Linked DNA regions of Oryctolagus cuniculus: region 2 is linked to region 1. Evidence: chromatin contacts called from public Hi-C data. All regions are on one chromosome and are shown on one strand. The core of a region is the stretch at or near the end of the contact, and the rest is flanking DNA. Distances in the headings are between cores, read along the strand shown.

The links. Hi-C and Micro-C count contacts between places; a contact is called where the count stands out from the background.
Region 2: a contact with region 1 is called in a Hi-C map of an unstated tissue, with 1.5 times the contacts expected there. The contact joins the promoter of RAB10 here to the enhancer-like site in region 1. A contact is called at or near these places in 2 of 6 Hi-C or Micro-C datasets (ear pinna and an unstated tissue).

The regions. Positions count from the first base shown.
Region 1 is chr2:176,708,203-176,714,538 of mOryCun1.1, reverse strand. All of the region lies in intron 1 of RAB10 (RAB10, member RAS oncogene family), which reads left to right. Among named protein-coding and RNA genes, the nearest start is that of RAB10, 46 kb to the left of the region's middle. Within about 2 kb of position 1,503, at least 1 of the 8 cell types and tissues checked has an H3K27ac peak or open chromatin away from gene starts, as enhancers often do.
Region 2 is chr2:176,753,224-176,759,558 of mOryCun1.1, reverse strand. It overlaps RAB10 (RAB10, member RAS oncogene family), which reads left to right and starts at 2,090. Exons shown (of 6, transcript XM_002709976.5): 1 at 2,090-2,923. The coding sequence starts at 2,797.

The DNA.
Region 1 (6,336 bases), core at 254-2,753:
GCAGGGAGTAAATTTGGGTGAGGTTATAGAAGGGCTTTGAAAGTCTTGTCAAGGAGTTTGCATTTTCTAAGATGTCTTTGGGAGTTTTGAAGTAGAAGAAACATTGACTTAAGGTTTAAAGAATTCTTCATGCTTAAAAAGTATGCTATCTATACTTTTAAGATTTTAAAATTTATTTTTATTTGAAAGAGTTACAGAGAGGCAGAGGCAGCGAAATAGAGAGAAGTCTTCCATCTGCTGGTTCACTCTCCAAATGGCTACAATGGAGCTGAGCCGATCTGAAGCCAGGAGCTTCTTCCTGGTGTCCCATGTGGATGCAGGGGCCCAAGGATTTGGGCCATCTTCTGCTGTTTTCCCAGGCCACAGCAGAGAGCTGGATCAGAAGTGGAGCAGCCAGGATTTGACCGGTACCCATGTGGGATGCCGGTGCTGCAGGTGAATGATTAACCTAATTACGCCACAGCATCAGCCTTCCTTTCTTATGTGTGGAAAAGAACATGAAAATATGTATACCAAATCATTAACACAGTAGTGAACATGGGCGTTCCAGCAGAGTGGGTAGGCTGCCGCTTGGGGTGCCCGCGTTCCAAATCTGAGTGCCTAGGATTGAGTCTCTCTGCTTTCAATCCAGCATCCTGCTTACGTGTACCCTGCAAGGCAGCAGGTGATGGTTCAAGTACTTGTGTCCCATGTGGGAGATTCAAATGGAGTTCCTTCTCCTAACTTTGGCTTGGTCTATCCCTAGCCCTAACTGTTTGGGGGCATTTGAGAAGTGAACCAGCAGATGGGAGATATCTCTGTCTGTCTCTCTCTGTTGCTCTTCCTTTCAAATAAACTTTTAGAAAATTGGAGTTTTTTTTTTTTTTTTAAGGGAAAGGATTTATTGGGGAAACCCCGCAGGCTAGAGGGAAGGGACAAGAAGGAAAAGAGAGAGGAGAGTATAAGAGAGAGAGAGAGAGAGAGAGAGAGAGAGAGAGAGAGAGAGAGAGGAGAGGAGCCAAGAGAGCCAGAAAATGGGAGTTTATGGAAGTAGATTAGCAAAATGTAGAGTAGAATCCAAGAGAGACTGTATAAGTGATAAGGTCATTGTAGCAAAAGTTCTTATCTCTGTATACACTGTGAAAGGATTGCACATACACATGCCACAGGTATATATAATTTCCATGAATCCCACTAATACTTGCCTGATGGCTTCTTGTCTGAGCATTAACCATTGTGCCGATGATTGGTAAGGGCCACAACCTCAGATAATCTGTCAGTGTCTCTCAAGACCAGAGGAGTTAACTATCTTCTACTGTTTTTGAAAATGTCGGTATTAGGCATTTAGGAATAATTGAGAAAAGAAGCAGAAGCCTTGATACTAGTCTTTTTAAAGATTGAGCCGTTATGAACAAGTTGTAGCTGTTGAGTCTGCATGAGTCTCCCAGGATTACTGGTTAAGACTTGGCAGAAGCTGGGAGTCCGAGTTCAGCTGTGTAGCGAAGTCTCCACACTTAATGTGACTGTGGACTTGGACAGGATGTTGGGAAACGTCATCAATGAATGCCGTGGCCAGACTTTACGGTCACTGTACTTGCAGCAGCTTAATTCATCAAGCAGAAAGAAACACCAAACCAAATAATTCTTTAGTTTGGTAATTGCTGTAAGAAAAAAATACATTGTAAAAATAGAATACACTGAAATTATTTTTTTAATCTATTTCGGGTAGTAGGGAGGTTGGCGCTCAGCGCATGCTGTCCTGAGGAATTGACAGGCATGCTGCTGCCTGAGGTGTTAGAGGTTAGATAAGAGAAGGGAGGGAGGGAGGGAGGGAGGGAGGGAGGGAGGGAGGGAGAGGAGCAGCTGTCCTTAGTAAAGAAGCTTGTGGAGCTCAGGGAGATGACGATGGGTGTTACAGGTGTGACTGGAGGGCAGGGAGCAAAAGAAGTAGATTTTTTAAAAAAGGATCTGCTTTTTTATCTATTTATTTACTTATTTGAAAGTTATAGAGAAGATGAGGCAGAGGCAGAGAGATCTTCCATCTGCTGGTTCACTCCCCAGATGGCCACAATGGCCGGAGCAGGGCCAGTCCGAAACGAAGAGCCAGGAGCTTCTTCCAGGTCTCCCACGTGGGTGCAGGGGCCCAAGAACTTGGGCCATCCTCTGCTGCTTTCTCAGGCACATTGGCAGAGAACAGATTGAAAGTGGAGCAGCTGGTGCCCATATGGGATGCCGGCACCTCAGGTTGCAGCTTTACCTGCTCCGTCACTGCACTGGCCCCAGAAATAGATGTTAGAAGAGGTTGGTATGGGCTGGATCATGTATAACTTGGCATCCATTCTGTGGGATTGAATTCAGTTGAGGACTTGAGCGGAGGTGTGGCCTGATTAGATTCGACTTTTTAAAAAAGATGACTAGCCCAGGCAGGATGGTTTTGAGTTAATTTTCCAGTTACAGCCTTATCGAAGATGTAGCTTATTTGTATATTGAATAATTTAATCTGTGAGGATCATGAAAAAATATATATGAAAATGTCCATCAGTGACTGTGACAATGAGCTTTTGTTTTTTGGAAAAATCTTTCAGTGCCACATGCATTAGACAAAATGTTGAGCCACAAGACAGTGTCCTAATCATGGTTAATTTGCTTTTTGAGCTTGAGCAAGTCATTTAACCTTTGAGCCTCTTTCTTTATCTGTAAATTGGGCATGTTTAAGAAACATGTGTTTAACTTTAATTGTGTTAATCGCTTAACTCCAGTTAACATGGGCTGAGTGTTGCTGAGTCATTTTCTTAGACTGTGTGGGTGAGGCTTAATTAAAACCAGCTAAGCAAACTTAATGACACCTCATGCCTCCTTGTAGAAGTCAGAGTTGTTTCATGTATATTTTATTTATTTATTTTTGATTTCTTCATTCATTTGAAAGAGTTAGAGAGAGACAGACAGACAGACACTGGGTTCCTAACAGGCATCTTGACTGCTGGACCAAACACACCCGGCCCTGCTTAGATACTGTTGATGTTGGTAATCTTGGTTTGGGGGAACTGTACTTCTGTTAACTTTCATTCACTCCATGTTGTCTATTATTGAACTGTTGAGCTTTAATGGATGTACAGCTACACCCATTGGTGTAATGCTTATTGGTTTTAGGGATCAGGCTCTTAGAATTTGAAGTTACACATTGTTGACTTTATCACTGGGATTAGCCTTCTAAGCCTCAAGTTTCTTTGGGTTAAATTTCCTGGATTTTTTACAAAGGGTTGTAGAGGGCGGGCTTGCTTGCTTGCCTGCCTGCCTGCCTGCCTGCCTTCCTTCCTTCCTTCCATTTATTTATTTATTTATTTGGCAGAAGCAGAGAGAGAGAGAGCTTCCATCCACTGGTTCACTCCCCAGATGACTTCTACAGCTGGAGCTGGGCTGATCTGAAGCTAGGAGCCAGGAGTTTCTTCTGGATCTCTCACATGGGTGCAGGGGCCCAAGTACTTGGACCATCTTCTGCTGCTTTCCCAAGCCACAGCAGGGAACTGGATAGGAAGTGGAGCAGCCGGGTCTCGAACTGGCGCACATATATGATGCCGGCACTGCACGTGCCACAGCGCTGGCCCTTTAGCTCTTTTTGCTAGTTCAGAAATTAGATCTTGCAATGGGAGGATAGACTTGAGAGCTAGCTACAGTTGGGCCAAGCTGAAGTCAGGAACCAGGAAGTCCACCTGGGTCTCCCATGTAGGTGGCAGGAACTTGAGCACCTGTGCTGTGACCTGATGTTTCCCAGGTGTACCAGCAGGAAGTAGAATAGCTCAGACTTGAACTGTGACTTAAACTGCTGTGCCACAAAGCCTGCTCCTAGTTTTTTAGTTTTCTCATCAAAAATTGTTACTGTCAGTTTTAAGAGTGATGTTTTTTATCTCATAAGATTACTTCTGATTTACTATGGTAATTTAGAAGTAAACTAGATGGGGGTGGCACTGTGGCAAAGTGGGCAAGGCCGCTGCCTGCAGTGCCAGCATCTAATATAGGTGCCAGTTTGAGTCCTGGCTGCTCCACTTCCGATCTAGCTGTCTGCTATGGGATGGGAAAGCAGTAGAAGAGGGCCCAAGGATTTGGGCCCCTGCACCCACATGGGAGATTTGGAAGAAGCTCCTGGCTCCTGGTTTTGGATCGGCACAGCTCTGGCCATTGCAGACATCTGGGGAGTGAATCAGCAGATGGAAGACCTCTCTGTCTCTGTCTCTGCCTTTTTGTAACTCTGTCGTTCAAATTAATAGATCAACCTTTGGAGGGGGAGTAAACAAGAACCAGACAAATAAATGAAATCTGCATGTTTTGGGGAAGTAAGCTCAAAAGCAAGCTTATTTTGGGTTGAATGAAGTTTAAGCAATAGATCATTAATACTTTTATATTGCTGTGTTACATATTAGAGGTAGAAATATGATTAAATATTCCCCAAACTTGTTGACAGTTGGACCTTTTGTTTTATGTGGCACATCTTTTGGAAGTAGTGTCCTAAGAACAAAATTTTGGGAAGGCTTATTTATTTCCTATTGATTCCTTAACCTGTTTTTATTTAAGAAGTGATATGCAGTTAAATACACAAATCTGGTGTGCTGCTTTGAGTTTGACCTATATACACTGCTGTTGACATAAGGAGCATTTCCCTCTAACTCTGTCCCCAGTCAGCGCCTCTTACCTCTGTACTCCTTTTCTGACTTTTTCACTGTAGATTAGTTTTGCCTGTTGTAGAATTTCATACATTTATCATGTCCAGCTTCTTTTGCTTAGCATGTACCTGTGAGATTGATGTTGTGAGGAATAGAAATAGTTCATTCTTTTAAATTATTGATTATATTCTAGTGTATGAATATTCCCTAATTTATTATCAATTATGTTGATAGACAGTTGTGGGTTTTTTTTCCCAGTTTTTGGCTACAGTGAATAAAGTAACTGAATATTTTTTAAAAATTTGCTGACCTTTTCATGAATTAACAGTGACAAGATAACAAAAAATGAGAATAATTGCACTCAAGTATGGCCTTGATGAAACAGAATGAATCTTTATTAAGTCTTGATCCTTGATCACATATGTTTTTACTGCATGACAAAATAGGAAATAAATATGAAATACTTCTGCCTCATTTGAGAGAGAAACAATTGTCTGAAGGAAAAGTATTTGTGGAATTGTCTCATTGTTTTTTGTTGCACACATTTATTCTTGAAAGAACAACTGGCAATCAGTGATTATTCGGATTTGAGCACTTGGCAGGTGCTTTCTCAAATGAATGAATGACAAAGTTGTTGCCAGTGATGAAATTCATGCTTTTAAAATTAGAATTTTGGAAAATTGATGGTTGCCTCTGTGAGCGTGAGGCCTTTCCAACACTTAGTTGTTGAACTTCTCCTGAGGAGGTCTGTGGTGGTGAGGAACATGATTTTTTTTCACATTGTGTAATGCAGTGTCAACATTTGGAAGAACTGAGTAACTCAGTGAATCAGTAATTTCCAGATGACCAATTCATGATATTATACAGTTGTGCATGGATGAGACGATCCACTTGAAGTGTGAAATAACTGATCATTTTAATATAAAAGCCATCAGAGACAGAAAGCTAGGGCTTTTTGTTTTGTTTTGTTTTTAAATGGGCAGATGACTTCATATCTGGGTTTCCTTTCCTATGGGTAGTAAAGTAATAATATCTGACACTTAGGCTTACTCTGTACCTGGAGCTCCATGTGGATTGTCTTTGTGGTTCCCATACTAGCATGGTTTGAGAGGTGGGTTATAGAGTCTTGCAGTGTACTAGCAGTGAGGCTTTGGGGAGAGAATAAAGCAACATACCTTTTACGACTTGGAAGAAAAGCCACTTCGGCGTTTTAGAAAGGAACAGTAAAGTAAAAGGATGTGGTAACACTGGTAGTGTTACAATGAGTTCTGATGACTAACCCCTTCCTTGAAATCTTTCCACCTTTTCTCTCCCGTCCATCTTCTGTGAATACCATCTAAATTTGGTCCTGTAAAGGAGAGAGAACTGTTTTCTCAGATTTCTTGAATGGGCATTCATAAGTTTCAGACCTTTTTTAAAATTTAAAAAGTCAGGATGGGCATTGTGTTGCAGTGGGTTAATCCCAGACTGCCTGCATCCCATATTTGGGATACCAGTTAGAGTCCTGGAAGACTCCATCTGCTCCACTTCCCATCTGGCTCCCTGCCATTGCACTCGGGAAGCAGGGGATGAAGACTCAAGTACTTTAGTTCCTAGCACCCATGTGGGAGACCCAGAGGGAGTTCTGGCTCCAGTCTGGCCCAGCCTTGGCTGTTGCATCAATTTGTGTTTTTGTTTGTTTGTAGATTTATTTATTTAA
Region 2 (6,335 bases), core at 841-3,340, 44 kb before region 1:
CATGCAGGTGTTGAAGTATGCCTTTTTATTTTTAACGATTTATTTATTTATTTGAAAGGCAGAGTTAGAGAGAGGCAGAGAGAGAGAGAGAGAGGTCTTCCATCCGCTGGTTCACTCCCCAAATGGCCACAATGGCCAGAGCTGGGCCGATCTGAAGCCAGGAGCCAGGAGCTTCTTCCAGGTCTCCCATATGGGTGCACAGGCCCAAAGACTTGGGCCATCTTCTACTGCTTTCCCAGGCCATAGCAGAGGGATGGATCGGAAGTGGAGCAGCAGGGACTCCAATCGGCACCCATGTGGGATGCCGGCACTGCAGGCAGTGGCTTTACCCGCTATGCCACAGCGCTGGCCCCGAATTATGTCTCAAAAAAAAAAAAAAAAAAATGACAGCTCTATACTTCTATGATCCTGACCCAGTAAAATTTATTATTAAGTTCAATTTATTCCCGAAGTTTCAGAATATGGTTTCTGAGGAAAAGGTTCTAATTGATAAAACTGTTGGAAACAACTGGGGTAAAGAATGAAGGTTTTTTAAAAAATTAATTTTTAGCTCCTTAGTACCCCCATATTTATGTAGCGGTATTACTCTCCACATTAGACTTTCTACATTAAAAAAAAAAAATCATAGCGGGGGAGACGTTTGGCCTGGCGGGTAGGATATGGCTGGACTGTCTGGCGTCCCATATCACAGTACCTGGCTTTGATTTCCAGCTCTGACTTCCAATTCCAGCTTCCTGCTACTGCAGACCCTCAGAGACAGCACTTAGCAGTGGCTCAAGGAGTCCCCGCCACCGTCTGGGAGACACGGATTTAGTTCCCAGTTTGGCTTTGCTGCAGGTGTTTGGGGGGAATGGACAGCTAGGATGGGAGCAGCGCTCTCAACCAAGTAAATAAACATTTAAAAGAAACATGACACTTTTAAGATGCTTTACAATCGAGCCTGTTTCAATAGGAACAATCAAGCTAACACTGAAGATCTTCCCAGGTTCCACGTCCTGCGTCTGAGAGATGACAGGGTGTGAGGCACTGGCCGCACGCGGCTCGCTGATTTGCATAGCTAGCCTATTTTAGAATTGTTGGTCTTAGCCCAAGACCGTGCCAGTTGGAGGAAGAATCATTCCGAGCGTGTAAAAGCCAGAAGACAAAGAAGCGCTAGCAAATAACCCAAGCGAAGCAGACCAGCATCTTCAGGGACCCGGCCTTAGGGCCGCTGGGAGGACAGCAGGTGACACACGACTTTCAGGAACGGGAGACCGAAGCAGGATGACCGGGACTGCCTGAAAGACGCCCTTTAGGTCCATGTCGGAGGCACCAGCGCCTCGGCGATGCTGAGACCGAGGAAAAATGTCGGCGCTGCTGCTCTCCCAGGCCGCGTTTCCTGCGGTCCGCGCGTCCCCGGTTTTCTACGCTGTCAGGTGTAGGCGAACCTGTCAGCTCGGCCGCCGTGAGGACTGAGGGGCACCCCGAGTGCACCCGCTACCGGCGGCAAGAAAGGAAGAGGGGGTGCAAACACCAATGCGGGGAGCGGACGCGTTTCCCCGCCGTCCCCTGCGGCCGGGCAGAGCCCGCAAAGGCCCGCAGCAGGCGCCCCGCCGCCCGCGCCCAGGTGTTCCTCGGCCCCCGCCTCCTCGCCCAGAAAGGCCGATTACATCAGCGCGCCCCGAGCGGCGAGGCCAGTCTCCGCATCTCAGACGGCCCCTCTCCTCCACGCCACCTCTGGCTCCTTAAGGGAGCCGGGGCGGAGCTCTCCCCGTCACGGCGGCCGCGAGGGAGGGCCTCCAGGAAGGCACCGCGTCCGAGCCGAGAGCCCCTTACACCGTGAGGGTGCTCCCCTCGCTCGCACGTATGGACTACACAGGGCCCGACAGCCACCCGGGCAGGTCGCCGCGCCGAGACCCACGGCCCCACACGCCCCACAGAGCGCGGCGCGGTCCGCGGGGCGGCCCCGGGAAGGAGGGGGCGCGGGGCATCCACGGGAGACTCGGCCGCGCCGCGCCTGCGCAGTCCCCAGCCAGCCCCGCCCGCCGCGGGGCGTGCTCGCACGGCCGCGCACCCTATCAGGCGGCCGCAGGGAGCGCGCCCGCGGCCTCGCCCTCTCTCGCTCCTCCCCTCTCCCCAACTCTGTTCGGACTCAGTCCGAGGCTCGGGGACCCGGGGCCTCGGCTCTCCGCCCCGGCAGGCGCCCACGCCCTCCTGCGCGCGTGCGCAGAGGCGGGCCGCAGGGCGAGGGCGCGAGGGAAGGGCGGGCGTACGTCCTTGCGTGCGTCCCAGGCAGCGCGCACGCCGGCGTGAGAGGGCACGGGGAAAAGGTGGCTCTGGCCGGGGCGGCTCGGCTTCCTGGGGCTATGTAGCTGGGCTCGTCGGCTCGGGGTCCTGCTTCGCCGCCCTCGCCGCGTCCCTGCGGGGAGTCGCCGCTCCGGAGAGACACCGCCCTTACTCCCGCAAGCGCTCCCTCGACGGCAGAGCTCTCTCGCCCGCCCGCGGGAGCGTCCCGGCCGAGCAGCCCCGAGGGGGGAGGGGAGGCCATTTTGTCCCGACCGACTCCCCGGAACCGGGAGGAGCGGCTGGGAGAGGCTGCGGAGCCGCGGTCGCCGCCCTCGGAGGCACCGGACGCCGCCACCGTCGGGGCTTCCCGGACGAGGCCGTTCGTAGGTCGCCCGTGCCCTCGCCAGCCCGCGGCTTTCCCACGCCTGCCCAGTCCTCCGGCCTGAGAACGCCCGGGAGAGGAGTTGGCCGTGGTGAGCGGGACCGATCCCTTGGGGCCGCCGGCGGCGAGAGCCCGAGCCGCTCCTCCCAATGGCGAAGAAGACGTACGACCTGCTTTTCAAGCTGCTCCTGATCGGGGACTCGGGAGTGGGCAAGACCTGCGTCCTTTTTCGCTTTTCGGATGATGCCTTCAACACCACCTTTATTTCCACCATAGGTAAGAGCTGCGGGAGGACGGGGCGCGCTCCCTCCGCTGCGAGCCGTTTCTTTTCGCCCCAGACATCTTGCTTCCCGTGATATACGCCTTTGTTCCGGCGATTCCGAGCCCAGACGCCAGCCCCAAGTTGCTGTTTGAATCGGCTTCGAGCTGGCTGGGGCGGGGTCTTCCCTTGCTTTCCATCCGGTCCCTGCCCAGTGCCTGCTGTTAGGATTAGGCAGCCTTTTACCCACGGCTCTGGCCGCGACTTGGACTGGCTTTTTCCTATTTGTGTGGCGTTGCCCAGCCTGTGGGATATCGTTCGGGACCCATCTGAGTGGTTGGGGGAGAAGCCGTGTTGGCTCTTTGGGAAGGGGTCTGGGTTTGTACAGGATTCCATATGGTCCTTAGAGTAAACTTGAGGGTTTGTGTGAGGAATAATTAAGGCAAATTAGAGGGGAAAAGTGCGTTGCCTGCGTTGACTAATCCATTGATGTGTCAGGCAGTCGGAGACTCGTGGTGCTTGGGGTGGGACCCTGGCGTGCTGGCCGCGACGGGGGGCGATGCTCGGCTCGTGTGCTCAGACCCCAAGGCGTGAAGCCACACACACACACACACAAACACACACACACTCGCCCTCCTGTTGTACTCGACGCTGGGTTTACAGGAAACCATTCTGCCAGTCGCAGCCCACCCCCTGTTTCAGAATTACTTGGTGTGGAAGTAAGAGCTATAGGTTGACCTTTGAAATAGGTTTCCCGTTTAGGAAAAGAAAGGAAAAGCGCTAAGAAAGTCCCTTTTGCGTGGCACTAACCCGAGTTGTTTTCAAGTAGTAAGTGTGCGTGAAACCCAGCCTCTTGCCCAACACACGGCGGATTGCTCGGCTGCCTCTGTCACTTGGAGCCCAGTGCTCAGCACTGGGCAGTGCAATGAAACCTGCTGTTCAATGCAACTAGTTTAGTATTGGGACTGCTTTAAAAAGAGCTGCAGTCTTTATTGAGTTGGACCAAAGTGTCAAAATTAAGTTGGTTTCAGCCAAATTGTAGCATTACTGAAATCGTTGGTTTGGATTTCTTATGGCATGTATTTATCGGCTACTCACTTCATTCTCACAGAACAAACTGTGGCGAAATTAAATTAGACAAGGGATTATTTGAAATAGATATTTGACTCACCTTCTTTGGGGGAAAGTCGTTATTTTCTGAGTGTCATAATGTTCTCTCTCATACATTTGTGAGACTCAGAACTTGTGTTCTCTGCTTTGTGGGTTAGCACCCCTAGCACCAAGTGTGCTTTTAATATTCCGCTTTTAGCTGTTGCTGGGTGGGTCAGGTGGTTAGGCTGATGAGCAAATATTTATTGAGCACCTATCGCTAGGCACTGTTTCTGACACTGGGGGACACAGTAGACCCCTTGAGGGACATTGCAGTGAGAACAGTCACGGTGGGGCGTGAAAGTGGGGCTGCATCTGAGAGGAAGTCTACGGGACAGATAGGAATTGGACCAGAGGGCCGGGAAAGGGGGACACAGCGGACCTGCCGTCGTTGGGGATTTAATTCCTGTGGCCAACTTTAACCTGCCTTGGGAGGGATGGAGGGTAGGAAGAAAAGCAGTAACGTGGTCTGCTTCGGTCTTTCTGTGGCTGTGTACCCATTCCAAAGCTCAGCCCTGTAAAGGTAAAGGCGTGCTCTTTTTGTGTGGTCCTTATACTGGGAAAATGTGGGGGACGTTGGATCAAGCCTGCTGGGTTACTGTCTGTGTGACTTTGGCAGGTCACTTAACCTTTCTCTGCTCCGGGTTTTTCTTTTTTTTTTTTCCCCCTTTAAATAGTGTTGGGTATGAGATCTGGCAGGTAGGGTAGTTGTGAGGGATTTGTGGGTTAGTGACAGTCACTTTGCGTGGTGCCAGGCGCTTCCTAGGAGCACAGTGCATATAAACTGTGTGTGGAGTACGTGGCCCTTCTGCTTCTGAAGTGGGGCAGAACGTGTTACCTCACAGACGGAACATCCTGCACACACCGGTCTCCCAGAAATTTGTTGTTGCTCTGCTAAACAATTTCACATTAGATTCTGACATTTTCAGCATTTTAATGTAAAAATGTTTGCGGGGTGGCATTTGGCCCAGTGGTTGGGACGCTCACGTCCATTTCATGGTGCCTGGTTCCAGGCCTGGCTCAGTTTCCTGCTAGTGGAGACCCTGGGAGGCAGCAGGTGGTGATGGCTCATGGGTGCGTTCTCCCATTCCCCTTATCTCCCCCTGCTTTTCAGATAAAAGGTGAAGATTAATAAGTAAAAAGTATAAAATCCAAGCACAGAATTATATTTGTGTTTACAAGACCACCCAAGAACAGAGGGACAGAAACATTAAAAAAGTTTTTGATATTTTATATGTAAGATGTTGAATACTGTAAGCTTTGTGTACTAGCTCTGTGCACAGGATTGGAAGTCTATTGTCTTAAACCCATACTGTTCAAAAGAAATAATGTGAGTCACATATATAATTTAACTTTTTTTGATAACCACGTCCAAAAAAGTTAGGTTTTAATATATTTAAACTCATATCCAAAATGCTATTTTGTTGTGTAACAAGATTTAAAAATTATTAAGATATTTTACATTCTTTTTCTCTTGTTTGTAAGTTATACTTAGAGTTTATCTTGGTTAAGATTAAGCGTACTTCAGGTCCACAATAGCCGCATGTGCTAGTGGCTACCATATTGGACAGTCCATGTCTAAATGACCTAAAGTAGCCAGTTGGCAATGTGCAGAAGGTTAGAAAGTTTTCAATGTGTAATACTTTTAAGACATTAAAAATGTCAGCCGACTAGGGTTTGTTTTAATCTAGAGCATTCTCTAAGCATAAATGACTGTAAAATTTACGATTTGTTGCTTGATTGTTAAAACATTTGAAATTTGTGTAGAAGGACCGAGTGGCCAAAATAATGCAGGCTATCATTTCAGGTGCAATTGTTTTCATTATCGATTCTTGAAAAAAATTTTTTTAAGGATTTGTGATGCTTATTTAACAGTGCTCACAAAGACTACTGCATTTAACTTTTTCTCTATACTTTAAATTTTCACACGTCTATGCTAAAAATTATGTATAACATTTTTGGTCAGATTTATTGCAGACAGAGTTAACAAAAACAGATTACTGGTATGTTCCACATTTATCCAATCTCATGTGAATCCAAGGACACTGGAGTACTTAGTATCCATTTCACAAGGACAGAGATCTTTTTTTTTTCCCTGATAGTGTGTGCTAAGCACCCAGAAGAGTCCCTGCATTAAATTGGTGCATGATAAATAATGAATAAAGGCAGGCAGGCAGATAGGTAGCACAGTCAAGATCCTCTTGATACGGCATTGGAACTAGTTTATTTTAATATTTTCCCCTTTTATTTTCTGAGCAGTACTTGAAGCAGATTGGGATC